Linked DNA regions of Anas platyrhynchos: region 2 is linked to region 1. A link is a contact called in public Hi-C data. All regions are on one chromosome and are shown on one strand. Each heading gives the region's core, a stretch centred on a gene start, on an enhancer-like site or on the middle of the called end of the contact. The rest is flanking DNA. Distances are from core to core; before and after follow the strand shown.

The links. A called contact is a pair of places that touch in the nucleus more often than the background predicts.
Region 2: a contact with region 1 is called in a Hi-C map of subcutaneous adipose tissue, with 2.8 times the contacts expected there. The contact joins the promoter of PMPCB here to the enhancer-like site in region 1. A contact is called at or near these places in 2 of 8 Hi-C or Micro-C datasets (small yellow follicle and subcutaneous adipose tissue).

The regions. Positions count from the first base shown.
Region 1 is chr1:12,976,950-12,979,827 of IASCAAS_PekinDuck_T2T, reverse strand. GSAP (gamma-secretase activating protein) reads right to left here. Exons shown (of 31, transcript XM_072030397.1): 20 at 1-62. Among named protein-coding and RNA genes, the nearest start is that of GSAP, 29 kb to the right of the region's middle. Within about 2 kb of position 1,402, at least 1 of the 8 cell types and tissues checked has an H3K27ac peak or open chromatin away from gene starts, as enhancers often do. A contact at or near this core is called in subcutaneous adipose tissue, where this site is marked.
Region 2 is chr1:13,252,592-13,255,469 of IASCAAS_PekinDuck_T2T, reverse strand. PMPCB (peptidase, mitochondrial processing subunit beta) reads right to left here and starts at 1,446. Exons shown (of 13, transcript XM_027459487.3): 1 at 1,287-1,446; 2 at 4-144. The coding sequence starts at 1,376.

The DNA.
Region 1 (2,878 bases), core at 153-2,652:
GCATACTTCACACTCTCCAAGTTTGAGTTGAGTTTCTCCCAGAAGCCTTTAGAGTTCTGGAACTGCAAAGCATTGCAGGGAAAACATGAAAACAGGCTGCATCATTATAGAAATACCTATCTCATTAAAGAATTTGAGAGAACTGTGACAAATGTAGCTTCATAGTAAACAAAGTGAAAAAGGTTAAAAAAAAAAATCAGCTCCACTATTTTTTTCCAATAATTTTATTTCCTTAATTTGATGGCAGGGGTAGCACTTACCTAAACTTGAACTCAAGATTTGGTGCCTGTAATGCAGATACTTAGCCACCTTAGAATCCTACGAAGCCACTGCAAAGATGCAGGGACTTCCAGGTCATAACCTGAACTGCTTCTGCTGGGAAGAACTACACCTCAAACTACACTGGCTATACTATCTAGAGTTCCACTTGACTGTACGAGGATCCTTTAAGAGGAGCCTTAGGCAGCTAATTCAGATGTGAGAGCTCACCTTTGGCCAAATAAATCCCACCCTGGGTTTCCGTTAGTTCCAAACAGAAAAACAACACCACGACCCTGGCATCTGGAGGCTTCCACTACTTTCAATCTGCTTAAATACTTCCATTGCAAACACTCATTTGCCAGCCTCAAGTAACAGCACCTCATCCCCAGAAAAGAAACAAGATCCATACGTCTCCATAGCAATTCCAAAGCCTTTGACTCTAATGCTGAAATTAATTTAAACTCAACTGTGAACAGGCAGGAGGAAAGAAAAAAAAAACAACTCAAACACACTGGTTTCCTGAGCTAGCTCTTGGACAGGGTATAAAGATTTGAGGCCTCTATTTATAAAGTGAGAGCAATGTGATCTTTGCTGAGGAAGAGGTGAGACGAAGGCACTTCTTTTTGGCAGATTTTGAAAAACAAGTGATGGCACTAACAGTTCTTGCCCCTGGTATATACATCTACCTTCCTAATACAGACATCACAGCAGTGACATTTGAAGGCAGAAAGTTTTTGGAATTGCACAGTTCACAATGTTCCTCTGGCTTGCTATACTGTGCTGGATTTTGCCCTCTTCCCCACTTTTCTACAATGACAATAACAAGAAAACCTCAGAAGCCCTTAAAAACCACTTCCTACTATAAACTACAATTTGCCAAGGAAAATAAAACGCAGAGACTCAATTCTGCTAGCCACTTCCCTCTTGCCACCAGTGCTGATTAGTGTTTTATTGTTGTAGATGCAGCAGAAAATGTACTTTTTGCTTCGTGTTACATAAGCAGCTGGAAAGTAGGAGTGCATATGGCACCATATGTTCACCCTGCTGGAGCCAACCACCAAGATCTACAAGCTAGCACTGCAGTACGTTGCCTGAATGCTACCAACGGGAAATCAGAGAAATACCAGGAATATAGTGTAAGGGTATCATCTAGTGACCACTTCATGCAATTGCGACAGCAACACCACAGCAAAATTGCATTCAGGCCATGGTGAATGTTGTTTGATGTGTGGTAGGAGGGGAAGCAAGACAGCAAGTTTCTTTAATATATTGAGTCTGTAACAGGAAGCGGTAGACTTCAGAATTAAAAGCAGACACCACTGAAAACCTGCACTGTATTACATCTCATTAAGAAGTCAAAAAGATCACTTGAATCTGTTATTTCCTGATGATCATCAGGCCAATGACAGGAAAGAAGAGACCCCTTTGTCTTAGGTGGTTATTTTGCTGACATTTTTGGAGAGTCAAATTCATATCTAAGTATGGACACCTAAAAGACACTGTGCTACCAGAAGTCAAAGTCAGGGCTTATAGTTTGCAATCCATAAGCAAGTGCCATAAAGCCTTTCATAAGAAGCTTTGCTTTAAATGAAGATGAAGACAGCTCTCTGCTATACCTGTGTGAAGGGCTGAAAGATGCCGATAACCTTTAAGAGGCACCTGTGCTCACCTGGGGAACCCTAGTGACATGGTCACCCAGCAGTGAAGGTGTGGAAAGCACCACATCACTAACCATGCAGCTGCACACACCATAAAACTTCACTTTTTGCCTCAGTGACTCAGCACAAGATGGATAGGCTGCTATCCATCTTTTCCTGTGCTGAGCTCCCTGGCAATAGCTTGCACTACACATCTTCACTCTTCTGGATTTCCTCCCATTTTCTTCCCTTCTTCCTCCTGCCCTTTTCTTCTCCCCTTCTGATCAAACCAACTGCCCCCCTTCAAATTTGGTTTCTGTGTTTAAAAAGAAGAAACAGACCTGTATTAATTTCAATCTTCATGTAAAGTTTTTCATCAATCTGACTCTGACCATTGCCCTTTTCTCACCTATTCTCTCCATATCTCTTGCTGAACAGGAATTTAGTGATAAAATATACCTTTACCCAAATAGCCCAATTTTTTTCTGGTGAATACGGATATAGTCCTCCCAAAGGCTCTCAACAGTTCATTGCCTTGAGTAGACCAAAAAGCTTCTCAAGTCAACAATTTGTCATTGTTTCTATGAAATGCTGTCAGATCTATTGCAGAAATAACATTAAAGACCTAGATTCATCACCTAGGTCTGAATTCATGATGCCAACAACATGCACGGAATGAAATTCCACCAGCTGAGCAGCTGAACTTGAGCTCTGGTGGCTCTGCATCACTGGAGTACAAAGCTGGCAAAGCATTAAGCCTTACCTTGTGTACCATCATCATTGTCCTCACTCGGGAGTCAGAGAGAGTTGCAGTCAAAAGTAGCAGGAAATATTTGTCTTTAGTTCAACTCTGACCTTTTCAATCTGTTTAGGTTTCAGACAGAAATAGGAAATGAGTTCCACAATCAGGAAGTATAGCTGCTAAAGGCATTTGCCCCCAGGGGCTTGAGGTTCAATCTCAGACAAATTAAATGCCTGCT
Region 2 (2,878 bases), core at 197-2,696, 280 kb before region 1:
TACTGTGCATGTTGAAAGTCCAGAGTCTTCAGAAGCTACTTGCAAGCCATTTTCCAGAGGACTCACCCTAGTTTCAGGAACATTTAAGACTACTTCTGTTGCTGCCTTGGAAACTCTGAACCTGCCTGTTCCTACATGTACAGACTGTAAGAAAAAAACATCAGTCATGTATACACTGTAAGTTATATCCTAGTATGCACTTCCAAAAATGTATTCCTGAACTTAAATGTAAGTTCAGAAATCTATTTTAAAGCATGCATTTTCAAAAATATTTTTTACACAGAGTTATTTGCCAATATTTAATTTGGGAATACATTAACTGACTTCAGAAAAAAAAGAAAAAAAACAAACATGAAAACAATGAAAATGGAGTAGACTTCATCTCCTTCCCTACAACCAACTGTTCTGGCAGAAAACCTGTAGGAACTTGAATATGTCCTTTAGCATCTGAAATCTTTTTGGGTACCTGTTTTCTAATGTGAATGGAGATCCAATGCAAGGAATTATGTCAAGGACTGCAAACTGGGGGTGTTTATTCTGGAGCAGAGGAGGCTCAGGGCAGGCCTTATTGCTCTTTGTAGCTACCTGAAAGGAAGGTGTGGGGAGCTGGGGGTCGGCCTCTTCTCACAGGGAACTGGTGACAGGACCAGAGGGAATGGCCTCGAGTTGTGCCAGGGGAGGTTCAGGCTGGCAATGAGGAGCCATTTCTGCTCAGAAAGAGCAGTCAGGCACTGGGACGGGTTGCCCAGGGAGGTGGTGGAGTCACCGTTCCTGGGGGTGTTCAAGGAGAGGTTGGACGTGGTGCTTGGGGACATGGGTTAGTGGTGGCATTGGTGGTAGGGGGTGGTTGGACCCGGTGATCTCGGAGGGCTTCTCCAACTTTAATGGTCCTGTGATTCAAAACAGGGGCAGCTATGGAGTCAGACCCGTTTGCTCAGGGGAGGGTGGCTTTTGGTGTTGTTTATTTATTTATTGACTGGAGTCTGCAGCAAGCCCTGGGGCTCGGCACCCCTCAGCCCGGCGCTGCCCGGTCCCCATGAGGGGGCAGCCGCCCCCCTCCCGCCTCCCCTCAGCCGGGCGAGGACTACAGCTCCCGCCATGCTCAGCGGCAGCCGCACGCACTGCCCCCCCGCTAGGACTACAATTCCCAGCGTGCACCGCGCCGCCTCCAGCAAGACCACCACCCCCCCGCCGCCCCCATCGCGGCCTCCCGAGCGCCAGCGCGGGCAGCCACCGAGACGCTGGGGCCCTCCGTGGATCCCCCCCGTCCTCGCCCCGCCGCCTACCCGGTTCCCCGGGCCGGGCGATCGCAAAAGGCGAGGACGCCAGGGCAGGAAGAGCCGCCGCACTGCTAAGCGAGCTGTAGGCGCCGCCATTTTGTGTGGTGGCCGGGCGCTTCCGGCGGGAGCTGCGCAGGCTCCCCTCAGCGCTCCCCTCAGCGCTCCCCTCAGCGCTCCCCTCAGGCAGCGCCGATACTTCCGCAGCTGTCACTGGTCATGTGTCCACCCTGTCGCTGTCCCTTGCTTTGTCCTCAATAAATTAAGAGATTAAAACAATTAAAAGCTGTCTCCTCGTCTCTGTCTGCCCTTTTTCTAGCCCTCGCGGGGGTCCCGGCGGCTGAGGGGGGTAGCCCTGGGGAGTGGGCGAGTTGGTGCTCTCTTCAGGAGCGCGGCTCCCCCTGCAATTCGTGTTTTCGGTGGGAAGTGCCAGCAAACAGCCTTCAAACTAATGGTTAATTGTAAACTGCCACAAAATAGGCCTAAGTGACAAGCACTCTGCTCTTCTAATGCTACTCCCAGAACAAGACAGTTGAGGAAAGTCAGTTTTCTTCCTAAAAGACCGCTGTCAGCTTCACTACATTCAAAGCTGTGTGTTTTACTAGTCAGTCTGTGCTCTGCTGTGGGTAGAGCTTTACACCTGCTGAGGTTTGCTGAGCCTCCTGTTGCCATGTGGGATTCAGTTAGGATAGGCCACTTCAGCATTTCCCATCATTTTCCATTAGACAGAATGAAGCTCACAAGGGAAATCCAGTTATTTAGATAATAATCTAAAGTCTTGTTTTATGAAGTATTCTGGACGTATGGAATGTACCCAAAAGACCGGACTGCTAGGAATAGGACAGCTTCATCTGCACCAATAAACACGATGCTCTGCCAAGGCCAGCTGGCAGGGAGCAGCCCTGCGAGCAGTCCCATGTGCTCTGGCTGCTCAGTGCCAGGCACGGCTTGCAGGAGTGGTACCAGAGCCAAACGAGGGCTGGGAAGTGTTTTAGCCTTGTACTGGTACAGGGAATCTCACTGCAGTGCCAAAGATCGTTCCTGGGCATGCTTTGAGTGTGTGAATTAGATAAACATGCAGAGTCATGCAGAAAGCAGTGCTGTCAGTCTCCACTTCCTGTTCAATTTTTTTTTTTTTTTTCTGCTGGAGATAAGTGATTTTTAATGGCTAATCAAATACTCCCTCAAAAATGAGGTGAGATGAGAGGTGAAATACCACAGAGGGTCTGAGTCCCTCTGTGTTAAATGCAACACACGTGGAAACAAAATGCTATTTCTAAATAAATAAATAAATAAAATCTGTACAACACTCAATGAGGGAAGCACTAGGTTTTGGTACTACTTTCCAAACTCAGGATCTCCCCCCCGCCTCAGACAGCAGCTCAGTAGTTGTGACAACCTCTGCCTCAGTACAGACACTACAGAGCTTTTCTACTGCTGTCTTGCTCTGCTCCAGAAAGAAAGAGAAAGCTGAGCTGTGGGTAGATGACCTGAAGAAACAGAAATGCACCTGGATCTTGGACTCTAGATGTAGTATCAACTTCTCCCCAATTCCTTCAGTGTCTGCCTTTTGTGCCTCCTGTGTTTTGCTTTTTAATATA